Regions from separate parts of the Macaca mulatta genome. Here region 1 is linked to region 2. A link is a contact called in public Hi-C data. All regions are on one chromosome and are shown on one strand. Each heading gives the region's core, a stretch centred on a gene start, on an enhancer-like site or on the middle of the called end of the contact. The rest is flanking DNA. Distances are from core to core; before and after follow the strand shown. Region 1 has its middle 330 kb from the start of NOCT. Region 2 overlaps LOC144341005 (a long non-coding RNA gene).

The links. Hi-C and Micro-C count contacts between places; a contact is called where the count stands out from the background.
Region 1: a contact with region 2 is called in a Hi-C map of fetal cortical plate, with 2.6 times the contacts expected there. The contact joins two enhancer-like sites. A contact is called at or near these places in 2 of 14 Hi-C or Micro-C datasets (fetal cortex germinal zone and fetal cortical plate).

The regions. Positions count from the first base shown.
Region 1 is chr5:147,555,933-147,562,692 of T2T-MMU8v2.0, reverse strand. No RefSeq gene overlaps it. Among named protein-coding and RNA genes, the nearest start is that of NOCT, 330 kb to the left of the region's middle. Within about 2 kb of position 4,037, at least 9 of the 40 cell types and tissues checked have an H3K27ac peak or open chromatin away from gene starts, as enhancers often do. A contact at or near this core is called in fetal cortical plate, where this site is marked.
Region 2 is chr5:145,973,067-145,979,557 of T2T-MMU8v2.0, reverse strand. The region is part of intron 2 of LOC144341005 (a long non-coding RNA gene); the gene reads left to right. Among named protein-coding and RNA genes, the nearest start is that of PCDH18, 410 kb to the left of the region's middle. Within about 2 kb of position 5,102, at least 8 of the 40 cell types and tissues checked have an H3K27ac peak or open chromatin away from gene starts, as enhancers often do. A contact at or near this core is called in fetal cortical plate, where this site is marked.

The DNA.
Region 1 (6,760 bases), core at 2,788-5,287, 1.6 Mb before region 2:
CATTACCCGAGAAGCCTGGAAAATGCAGAATTCTGGGTCCTATCCCCAGAGTTTTGAATTCAATAGATTCGGGTGGAGTCTCCAAATTCGCATTTTTAACAAATTCCCAAGTTACCCTGATGCAGGTGGTAGGGATCATGGTTTGAGGAAAACTACGTTATATGCCTGGACTTCTTAGCTAATCATTTTCTGATTAGCTCGCCGGCCAACGCCCCCCCACGTGTTTTCATTTGATGTAACTTTCTCTAAGCTAGTAGTTGTGTTTTCATGCAATTCAGGAAGGAGGCTGCTGACAGTGCGGTGCATCACCTGCATTGTTGTTTTCAGAGCTTTTGGTCTTAGGTTTATTCCCAGTACAAAGATTGACGGATGATCTGAAATCAAATACATTTGTCTGGGAGTGGAATGTCTGTCAGACCCACGCATTGATTTCCTTGAGCTTGAGTTCTCAGTAAATGCCTTTCCAGTGAGAATTCCAATCAGGATTCTAAAGGTTATATGAAATAGGCTTGATTTCTGGGCTTCCTCCAGGGAGCTTGCTTAATTTTTATAAGCAAAATTAACTCAACCACCACGGCTTGTTTTGTAATCAGCACACAGTTCATATTTTAGGAATAAAATGTTATGTTGATTAGTGTGTGAAACAGGTGATCCAGAAAATATCTCTGTGCTGAGAATCTTTAAGGAAGAAATATTTACACTCCAGAGCATGAAAAGATAGCAAAACGGAATCTAGGCAGAACCGAAGGGAAGGAAGCTCCGCTAGGAGAGATGCCCGATTTCTACAAGTGTTCTCACACTATTCGACCACCAGGGGGCAGCATTGCACTTTGTTTGGAAAACGGCCTCTGCGGCAAGCAGCCCTTTAAAGGAAAATAACATCTAAGTGAGCAAAGCTAAAAACCAGAACATTAGCAAGAACCAGAAAACCAACAACACAGAACCCAAACTCTCTTTGTTATAATGTGCCGCCTTTGCTTTTCTTGGTACACAGGTTTTAATATTGTAGTATTAAGACTCTCCAGGGCATACTTTATCGGTCCATTAATACATACTTATGGGTGGTGGATGATTCAGTGAGATTATTTTTCATTTTTCTTACTTTTCGTTTGTCTCTCTCATCTCATCTCACTTGTCCTTGTCTTTGTGTCAAACAACTACTGTCCTATATCTACTTCTTTCAGGGCAGCGAGAGGCCCAACAGGGGGCTGCACCTTGCTACTGGCTGGTCATTTTGTGGAGCCAGATGGATGTGTATAGAGCCTGGCTGGAAAGCTGTCTCCTTCTTGGTGTAAACCCAGGTTCACAACGTGCATGGTTCTGGGAAGTTCCTGGGGATTATAGTTATTTTTAATGCACCCTCACAAACACTTTTATAGGAGTCAAGCTGTCATATTACAGAAAGTGATGCAAAATAAATATATGCTAACATTTTGTATTTTTAAAATTGACTCATATGATTAATGGATAAAGTGTGGTTGAATGAAAAAACCTGAGCATGAGTGTTAGGAATATAAATTCCACCAATATAGGGATCATGTCTGTTTGTTCAGAGATGATACATCAAGCTCCCAGAACTGTGCCTGGCATGGCAGGCCCTCAATTAATGTTTGTTGAGTGAATTAACGAATTTAAACACATGTTATGACCAGCTCCGCCTTCTCCTACCTTGGCTTTGCGTTTGAGCAATGATTAACTTGGGAACTGAGGCAAGCCTGGGGAGATTTACTTAGCTTCCTTGCCTGTCTCAGTCACTGTCTCTCTTGTTTCGGGGCTTAGTGTAAGTACAATGACTGAGAGTTTCTTGAAGGAAAGTCCTAAAATTTTTTTTTTTTTTTTGAGACGGACTCTCACCCTGTCATCCAGGCTGGAATGCAGTGGCACGATCTCAGCTCACTGCAACCTCCGCCTCCTGGGTTCAAGTGATTCTCCTGCCTCAGACTCCCAAGTAGCTGGGATTACAGGCATCTGTCACCACACCTGATTAATTTTAGTAGACACAGGGTTTCGCCATATTGGCCAGGTTGGGCTCGAACTCCTGACCTTGTGATCCGCCCACCTTGGCTTCCCAAAGTGCTGGGATTACTGGCATGAGCCACTATGCCCAGCCCATAGCTAATCTTTAAGAACAACTGTAAACCCTGAATATTTTTGTTTCTTTGAAATTTGCATGTAACATTACATACAATTACAGCATTAAAGCTGCCTTTTTGAGGGAGTTTCATTAAGACTAGACTTGAAGATTTCTTGGTACTAATGCCCTTCTATGAGGAAGCTCTCCTGTTTGGCTTCCTCCTCCCTTTTCTTCTCTTGCAAGAAACAGGTTGGGAAACTTGACTTTGAACAGGAACAGGGCAGGGAATAACAGGCACATGAAGATTAATTACCCTCGTTGGAATCCAGTTTGACTGGGCAAGGTGAGACAGTTCAATTATTTAATCATATTGGTGCTATTGGCTTCCAAATCCTTAAGTGCCAGGATAGCCCTTCCTTTCCATTTAATTTATATGAGGAGTTGCTCCTCAACTTGCTGCTCTCAGCTGAACCGTCTGGCAGAGGGAGAGAAGCAGTCGATTTTGGAAGGAGATGATCCCATCTCTGCATCCTCTTGGGCTGCATTTGTGAATAGTTCTCAGCACTTATTTTGGAAGCTACCAGACTACCTGTGTCTCTCCTGTCCCCAGAAGGCTGCTCCGTTCTATGTGTAAGGGAAGCTTTGTCCCTTGCACATGACTTTTTAAGGCTTTCTTTTGGCTCAAGAATGTCTATCCATTGAAGCTACAGGTCAGAGCATGTCACTAGAGCAGAACATGCTGGAGCAGCACAGTCCGATAGAACATTCTGCGATGATAGAGATGTTCTGAACCGCCCTGTCCAGTGTGGCAGGCAGTGACCACGTGTGGCTATTAGCATTAGAAATGTGGCCAGTGTGATGGAGGAAATGAAATTTTAATTCAAACTCATTTAAAGTTAAAATTACCTGTGGCCCAGTGGAAACTCTACTGGGCAGTGAAAGACTAGATTGTACTTGTGATGCCCAATAGAGATGTGATTTTTGTTGGTTTGTTTCTGGTGGGGCTTGACCGTTGCACTGTCACACAGCAGGGCTGTCTTACACCTTAGTCCCTCTGGTATTAACGTAGTTTTTCCTTTACATCCCACCAAGCCCTCTTGTTTCTCACCATGCCCCTCTGCTACTGCATCTTGGCTAAGTCACTCCTCATTAGTATCTGAGAAGGGACAGGAGAATGGAATTTTGCCTATTCAGCTGTGGTTCCTTGATCCCCGCATGCCCCCACACACAGGTGGTGAGAGATCTTAATCCCAGTGAAAACTGCATTCTGTCAAAATAAAATGAGCTAGTTGGGTGTAGCTTCACCAGATGTTTTAGTGTCATGACCCGTGGACTTCTGCCAGGGTGCTGCCACCCACTTAGTGTCCCACAACCTGGAAGGCACATGCTCTGCTTAGCATAGATTTTTCAAAGTTGTTCAGTGATTTAATGCATATATAAAACCAATTGCTAGTTTGTCTATGAAAATGAGCTTTTTAAAAAATGGCCTCATGAACCAAATATTGATGGTCAAGCTAGATACAACAAGAAAGGGATAGGAGCATAAAGTATCTCACACTAAGAATGAAAGACAAGGACTGAGTTTCCACAAATCTTAGTCATTCAGATCGCACTGTGGAGTCATAATCAATGACTTCCAATCTCCCTCATCCTCCAGCCTCACCATGCCCCCAAGCTCATCAACTCATCATTCCCCTGCTGTTTCCACCACACTTACACTGGGCCCTGCACACTTCATGCCCTAGTTGCTAAAATTATACAAATAGAGAGGAGAAAAAAAATAAGTCTGTGAAATCATTCTCTTGGTTCCTGTGGTTTACACTTGCTAGTTAATTTGAGTCTTAATGTTGGTCTCTCAGAGTGACAGAAACAGCAGCCAATCTGCTGTTGTACAAGCAAGTGCATATAGCCTCATTGCTAACACCCTTGAAAAATGTCCCCAGAAATGCAGCTCAGGAAGAGAGTTCTTTAAATTAAGCTAGATTTGTAAAGAGCCCATTTACTGCCTGACTTAGAGCTAAATCCTGTGGCAGAATGGAATGCGAGGCTAGCTGCCAGGGAACAGAAAACAGCTTGGGTACCAAACCGTGAGCCTGTGAGTGGCAGAGAAGGAGTGATGTTAGAACAGAAGGCATCCTCAAGTCTGACAGGAAAGGAAAAAAAAAATCAAAACAGAAGGAAGTATCTAGAGACAGAGTACAGGCAGGTTGTCCAGGAAAGTTGGGGTGCAGAGAATGAAGAATAAGAGAACAGGAATAAGGAGACTTCACTGGAGAAAAGAAGGATCTAAAGGTAGAGGAAGAGAATGTACCTAGTTCATTCTTTTGCTTTATCTCATTAAAGAGACATGACTGAAAATCAAGTCATTTCAACAAACAACCAGACAGTGGCAGGTCACCAGACGAAACTCCTTCCCTGCCTGGACGTTACATCCTGGCAAACAAGCAAGCAAGTGAGCAAGTCAGGTCTTCCCTTACATGCTTCTCTTTCTAGGTTAACCATTTACCTTTAATAGGAGGAATTTTTTTCAGACATTCCAATGTGGTTGATTTCAAATCCCTTGGAGAAGAATTTGAAGAGCAATGAGAAGGTGGGTTCTCCTATAACATCTCATCCAAATGCAGCCCCTCTCCATTTCCTCTGCAAATAAAGACCACACGACAGGCTGATATCCAACTGCAGAACTTTAATTTGCTTTCTGTTTTAGGGCCTCTGCCTTTGGTGGGCTCCAAAATCTCCAGGGGGCGCTTATTAAGAACATTGTTGCCTGGGCTCTAGACCCCAGAGATATAGATTCTCAAGGGAAAACAGCATCTCTGAAAGAAACCCAGGATGGGAAATTTTGGGAAATGGGGCAAAACTGTAAAATGTGAGAATTTTCAGGCTTAGAGGATGCAGCAATTTGATGCTAGTTTAAAAAAATCCCCAAAAAGGCGGTTGTATGGACTGATTTCTCTATACTTGGTTAGAAGTTAAGGATAAAAGATAAAGAGGTTTCATTTTCTCCCACATTAAGTTATTGAGTAGTAAAGTCCCCCTTTCTCTCCATTTAATTATGGAAGAAAGAACAAACTCCAATTTTAGGAGTTGCTCATCTGTTTTAGGGATGGCCCAGATGGGGAGCATATTTGTGTTCAGAAATCTCTTTACTATGGAATATGGTTTGTAGGTTCCATCTTTCCTCCAAGCTGAGGGGCCATTGCTGAGCCTCCAAAGGTCCTTGTGATTCCTGCTACATTCGGTGCCTCTGGAGGGCCAGCCTCCTGCTCAGGGCACCAGAGAAGGGGGAAGAGGGGTGGCATCATAGAGTACCGCAGATGGAGGTCTCAGTCCTGCCCAGCCACTTACTGTGTGATATTGAAACATTACTCTCCAAGCTTCTCTTTCTTCCATTTATGAAATGGCCATAAGTGTTATTCCTCACGGAGTTGTAATTACTAAATGAGTTAAGATAGAAAACGTGCTTGGCAGAGGAAGTGGTCACTAAATGTGGCCATCCCTTGGAGGCTTCTCCCCCATTGTCCAGCAGAGAATTATCTGTCTTCCATAATGCTCAAATTTTCTCTACATTTTCAAGTGTGTTCTTAGAAATAAGCTTTACCTGAAACCACGTCTCAGGTGAAATTGCTGTCCATGTTTATAGGCCTCCGTAGCCTTCAGTAACTCCCAAGAGGCCTTGAGAAACGAGCAGGTGCTACATTTACGTGCTGAGGTTGGGTGGCTGCAGGTCAACCTGGTTGTCAGGACCTGCCAAGTTGTATATGTCTGCAAGACAGAAGAACCTTAGGAATTCTCTGGGTTGCTTTACTGTGAAGCACAATTACTTATTTGCAGAGAAGTATGTGTGCTGTAATTTCAAGGATTGACATGTAGAATTTCCAACTGAGCCTTGTCCTTGATCCCTCCTGGGCAATATACAAGATGGAGCGTCTAACACCCTTGTGGGAATTCAAACCTGTCATACTCACTGACAGGCAATCATGATTCTAATGAGGGCAGAATAATTTAATTCAATAAAAAACCTATTAGAATTGACAGTACAAATGTAAACAGGTCCCTGATGGATAATTTTGCAGGGCCTTCTCTGCTGCTGTGTTTGTTGACATATACCATAACCAAACGTGGAAGGCAGATGTTCACGTTTGTTCCGACAGGATGGAATGGATGCGTTCCTCTTTCTTTCACCTATGGGGCAACACAGCACTGGCTTTGAAACCGCAGACCTGGTCATTGGGGGTAGTCTCATAAAAATGACAGTTTTGTCTTATTTTTGCGGGAGGAAGGATCTTGCGATGACTGGAGATAGATATTTCTGGGGATTATTTTTTGTCATTTTTCAAGAGATTCAGGTAGTAAAATGTGTCTTTAATCAGCTGCTCTGGTTTTATTTTTTCCCTCCTCCGAGACTCTTAGCATATCATGCAGAATAATTTTATGAATGTCTGGAGTTTTTTCCGTCTGTTTTAGCCGCTAGATTTTACAGACTTTTCACTGGACTAGTTTATGAGTTGCTGCCTGTTTTGGCAAATGTAAATTTTACCCAACAATTTAGAGTTCCATTTTTTTAAACAGATACAATCAACAAGAAAAATTACTCAGCATGATTGCTTGAGAGACTCTGAGGCATAGCTATGTCATTGTACCAATAGTTCATCATAAAAACAGTGGTTCTTTCTACCTAGAAAC
Region 2 (6,491 bases), core at 3,853-6,352:
GCCAGAACTCAGATAAGTCTATACTGGGGTTATAAATTTGAAAGTTGTCTACACATAAATGGTATTCAAATTCCTAACACTGAATCAGATTACCCGATGAGTTAGTATATGTAGAACAGAGGCAAAGAAAAGGAGGAAGAAAGAAGGAGAGAGGCTTGAAGTGGCTGGTGATGTCAGAGGAAAGGACAGGAGTATGGTCAGCAGAAACCAAGGTCAGTCAAGTCTAGGAAGTGGTTAAAGAAGGAGGGAGTAATCTACTGGGTGAAATAATGTTTATACATCAAGTAGATTGCTGACAGAAAACAGATGGTTAGAATTAGCAATATTGATAGTCCCTGATGATTTGTAAAAGAGTCAGGAAGTGTGGCTGATGGAAGCTGTTACAATAGTCTCAAAAGAGAATGGGAAAATAATAATCTAATAGGAAATGGAGAGTGTAACACTTAAGAAGTTACCATAAATAGGAAGGAGAAAGTGAAGTCAAGAGAAGCCTCTCTTCTTCTTTTTCTTTTTCATTTATAAAGTGAATATGATGTTTTTAATTCATAAGAATTACTAGCACAGAGGGGAGATATTAAAACAGACCAAAGACACATGAATCTTTGGAGCAATGTTCTTAAATTGGTACGGTAGAATGGGATCTAGAGGAAAGGAAAATCTTAAGAACACAGGGTTCATCCATATCAATAGGAGGATGATCAGAATTATGTGGGTACCACTTCTGGAAGTAGGTCTACAAGGTGGTGAGATTTCATTGGAACTTTTGTTGTTGGCTTCAATTTAATCAGTAGTTGAAAAGTGTACATTTATGTGTCCCTATACATTAAAAGTGCTCATCTGCTCAACATACTAGTGTTGTATATGTAATAAATATCTGGAAAGAGTTAAAACACATGTAAAATTGAAGTCAATTTAAAATATACTCCACAAATGTGATTGTCATCTGCTTGCCGACTTTACTTATCTTCTGTTATCTACTTACCCAAACCAGCCTACTCCCTACCTCGCTCTTGTCTTCTGTGTTTAGAAAATTTAAAATCTGTGAGAAAATTTAACCAAGATAATCTGTGCATGTGTGTGGATAAAGTGAAGGGTGGAGATGACTGCTCTTTTCAAGTCATACATTTTCTGTGGTAAATTTAAGAAATCATGTTTAAATTTTTTTGTGGGTGTGCATATGTAAAGATTGCAAGGTTATAGGTAATTGCTATTCACATTTGCTTTGCAGTGCTCACAATTTATAATAGAAATCTATCTGTTTTAGAATGTCAAGGACATAGACAAAATGCAAGTGTTTATAAATTAAAGAAATCAGAGCCAGAAGACTAGGAAATTGTAGAAAGATTAATAATATCATTGAAAATCCAATTTGCCTGCACAGAAAATCATATTTTCTAGGAGAAATATTAATATCAGAGATGTCTAAATAGGTTATTTAAAGATTAAATTGCAAAGGATGGAGGAGGAAGAACAAAAACAAAGTCATATAAATAAAAACTAACATTGCAGAAACTTGAGATCTTACAGATGACTGATTGTGATCTACTTAAATATCTTTTGATTATAGTAAATGCAAAAGATTATTCAGAGTCCTATATTTTGAAAGAATTTGTAGAGATCATTAAGCTCATTTTCTTTAAATTAGGCCTGAGTTATTTAAGACACCCTGCGGTGCCAAATAATAGGCAAGTGCCAGAATAGTAAAGTATATAAATTTAATACGTATAAGCAGGATCTTACACCCTGGCTCTACAGAGAGGACAACGATGGAGCTTATTTTCACAGATAAGATTAATGAACATGACTATCTATCTTTTCATTTCATTTTATTCCCTTTAAAAGTTAGCATATTTTCAGGAAAATTTATGCAACTGTTGGATGAAATCTGTCTCAATATTCCATATATTGGAAATACCCAAATATGGCATCCACATTCATTTAGATTATGTTATGAACTCTGCAGCAATTTACAGACACTGGACAGGTTATGTTTTTCTTTTTGTAATTTTTAAATTCCTAAAGAGACTTCATCTTTCCCCCAAATGTCTTTTTGGGGAAATGTGTTCATGCATGGAGGAGTTCTATTTTGTAAGTACTAGATGGTGTGATCTTCCGTTTTTCTACTTGTTTCATCAGATAATGGCAAAACAAATGAATGAAAGCATGACTATCTTAAAACTGTCTAGTTTTTTGACTTTCAAATTTGCTTCAAAATAGAATAGTAAAGATATTTTTCATAGCTAAACAGCGTGCAGCCATGGTTTTTCTACCAAGTTTTAGTTTATATGGCATTCTTCATGGAGAAATCTGATCTTCAGTTATACTTGTCCAACTTCTATCTATATTGTAAGGTCAAAATAAAAACTTTTGATAACTACCTGAGATTTAATGTAAAACTTCTATCAATAGTAATGAGGAATTTTTTCCCTTAGTCTACTTTCTTTTAGAACTTACATTATTTCATAGCTTACTGTATTTGTAGTTTTTGTCTCTGAATATAAATTTTAAACTTCTTGAAGACAAGAACTCAACTTTTATATTATATTTGTCTTTATAGCTGCCAGTACCCAGAAAGCGTTAATTGGCCAAATATCAAGTCTTTAATGAACACTTCTTATCTAAATAAGGCATCATTTCAATTTGTGTATTTGAGATAGGAATAAACTGCATGTGAACAGTTTCTGCTAGTGTGGAGAGAATGAGAAAACAAAATATTTCAATTAAAAAAATCAACATTTTATGATAATTGAAAGTAATTAAGGGGACTCAACAGTCAAATGATTTTGAAGTTTTTTGGATTTAAAGCCTGCAGCATAGTAATATTGCTAACTTAAGTAAAGTTAATTTGTGGAGTAAAATTGTGGTATGTATTTTTGTCCATTGAGATTTTGGTGTATCAGAGGGGCCAGAATTAATTAATTTTAAGATTAGTAATTATCAGCAAGGATGTGGGAAAGTTCACATTAACTCTAACTAGAATGTGAGAGAAACAAGAGCAAAGGCTGTGGCGGAACTTTGTGGAACTTGCTGAATATGAGGCCATATTCTAAATTCCTTGGTGGGACCTGAGCCTTTTCACTAAAAGAAGTTGTAAAATCATCTACTGGGAATCAGCAAGAACATCTTGGGAACAGGAACAAGTAGGAGATTATGGTGTTTGCTCACATGACAAATACCAAACTTAAGTATAAATACTAAATGTAAGATATTACCATTATCAACACAGTAGTAATAATTTTAATATTGATTACTTGGCATTCTACTGCAATTTTATTTTACTTTGTTTTCACAAGCTATTGGTGAGGCATCATTATTAATATTTTTTTCCCATTCTATAGAAGAGAGGACTTGGAATTAAACTAATCAAGGAAGTCACTAAAGGTCACACAAAAGCAAAGGTGAAAGTTTTTATTTGAACTTTGGCTAACTCATGCCTTTACTTTTTCTATCACAAAATATTGATACACCATACTTTACAAATATTATCCATTTTGAAGTCATTTTAATTATTTTTTCGCTCCATGCTCTAAATTGTGAATGTTGAATATGTCCTGTTCAAAGAAACAGACCAATGAAACAGGTGTAGATGTGGCACGAATCTCTCTAAACGTTCTCTCTTTCTCAATCTCTTTTATCTTTCATAGAAATGAAAAAAAAAATAGATGACATCTCTTCAGCACTAAGTAAAGATGTAAGAAGGAATACTACTTTAATATTTTGCTCTAAGCATAGAAAAGTCTATAGTTAATGGGACAATATCTATATAAAATAGCCATTTTGCCAGAGATGCTATTGATTAGAAAGCCTCTGAAGTTTTTGCACTGTTTTTTGCTCTCTCTTTTTTGGCTCTGGTCTCAACCATAAACTTGGAAAGGCACTTCCTTCAGCTGATTCAACTGGTTGATCCCATGTCTCTCCTCACATAATTTGTGGAAGGATCTATCTACCTGAGAGGTAGTTGAATATAGTTGTTAAGGGTCCAGGTTCTGAAAACAGACTGATGCAGCTCCATCACTTACCAACGCAGCCCTACGAGAAAATTTATTAAGCTTTATCTGCCTCAGTTTTTTCACCTTTAAAATTAAGTTATTAATAATACCACCTACAAGATGAATTATTATGAGGATTAGATGAGTTAGGATATGTATTATTCTTAGTGTCCAGTATATCCTAAGATTTAACTTTTGTAATCAAAGAGATACTTGATCATAACTATTGTTACCAAAATTAGAAAATAACTCTACATATGTCCAAAATAGCATTTTTCAATAACATAGAACTCTGGCCAAAACCTTGCCCCAGCACTGCTAGATCTTCCATGGACTGATGTTTTTTGCTTACTATGACAAAATATACTGCTTGCTTCCTGCTGGCCCCGACCCCAAATGACAGATATGACCTGCTTTGCAAGTCACACAACGTGACGCAGTTTTCTCCATAAACCAGAATCCTAGGAAGGAGGGGTTTGTCCAATCTTATTAAAGAAACTAAGTAAAATGAAACTTAAGCCTAGAGGACAAGGTTCTACTTTATTTGCCATTTTCAGGATTTAAGCCACAGTGGCAAATGCTAATTTATACGCAAGTTTTATTCCTTGATAATGTGCCAAAGTTTTAGTAAAAAATGAGAATGTTAATGAAAGAGCCAATCATCTTCAAGTATTGAATTCAATATTCATGCTGCATTCGAGGTAATTTCATGAAGAACTGTGGCATTTATTTGTCTTTCTCATCCTAAAGCACTTATAAATGAAAAGAATATTTGTCTAATTAAACCCTGTGTACTATATATAATACTATACAGAATCATAAGTACTATGTACACTTTTGGAAACAACGTAGCCGAAACAGTTTCAGAATAGGGACACCTGAGATAATCACAAAAAGGAAACATTCCCCTTGTATAAATTTTAAAAATAAATAGAAAATGCTTTTCTCTTTTAATTGTTTTGGCTGTACCTAAAGCCTTTTAATTTATGTTAGAATATATGAGGATGGGGAAAAACACAGTAGTGAAACATTTAAGTTCATTAGAGAGTTGCAGTCTGTCCAGACAATGCTGAAGTGTCTGTTTTCCTGCAAGGATGGCAGTGAGTGAAAAAGTGATGTACAGAGACCTCTAGAGACTGGAAAGCTTAACTACAGTTAATACTATGCAGCTAGGCTTCAATGCTGTGCTGTAATTGAATTACTCAGGGAGCTATAACACAGCTATAAAGAGAACAAGGTACTATTCTATTCCTAGTGATGTGGTTAAAATCAGCGTTCTCAAAAGCCTTATGCTTTTGGCTATTTTCTCTTTAATGATTTAATTAAAGTAAAATATGATTTACATTTGTTCTACTGGAAAAACAATGATTAAATCACAGATGTTCATACCCAAAACATATAAATTATCAATGTGTGCAGAACATTTATTATTAGAAAAACTTAGTAAGCATTTACCTGCTGCCATGACATAGGATATTCTATTTACTTTAGCTTTTACTTACTTGTTTTGGAAAGAAAACCTGTCCTTATCACATTTATTTTCCTTTTTGGATATATTGGATTCCTCGTTTTGATGCCTTTGATTATGGGTGGTAGATTTCTTTAAATACTCACTAAAAATCCCATATGAACTTATTGGAATGGAAATAACACAGTTTATCATATTGTAAACACATTTTACAGTCAGTTTTGTCTTCATTTCAACTATTTTTTTTGCTCTGTACATGAAGTTATGAATGTTGAATATTTCCCGCTACAAAGAAACAGATCAATTAAGCAAGTATAGCTGCTCTACTTCTGTCTCTGTCTCCATCTCTCTCCCTCCTCCTCCTCTCTCTTTGTCTGGCATACACATATGTATTAGCGTATTAGCCATTAGTATTAGCCACGGTTCTCCCAAATAACAATATCAATATCCAATATGGGGTGTGTGTGTGTGTGTGTGTGTGTGTGTGTGTGTGTGTCAAGGAAGAGAGGGAGAGAGAGACAGAGACAGAGAGAGAGTGACAGAGAGAGAGAGAGATAGAGATTTTATTTTATTATTGGGACTAGAAAGTTCAAAATCTCCTGGTCAGGATGACAGGCTTGAGATGTCAGGGAAGAGTTGATATTTTAGACTCTAGCCCAAAGGCAATCTAAAGGCAAATTTCCTTTCAAGGCCTTCAACCAACTGGATGAAACCCACTCACATTTGGGAGAGTAATCTGTCTTCTTCGAAGTCTATTGATTTAAATGTTAATCACATTTGAAATATAAATTTATTGCAGCATCTAGACTACTATTTGACTAAAAACGAAATACCATGGCTATCCAAGTTGACACATAAAACTGATCATTGAACTGAGTAATTCTGACAACTTTATAAAATTTGACTATTCTAAGTGAACCAAAGCAAGCAAAATATCAACATAAATATACACACAAATAATACAATTATACAACAACTAGTGATTATTTATCCTGTGAATTCTATCTAATCACAGTAAAATACTTCTCACAAAG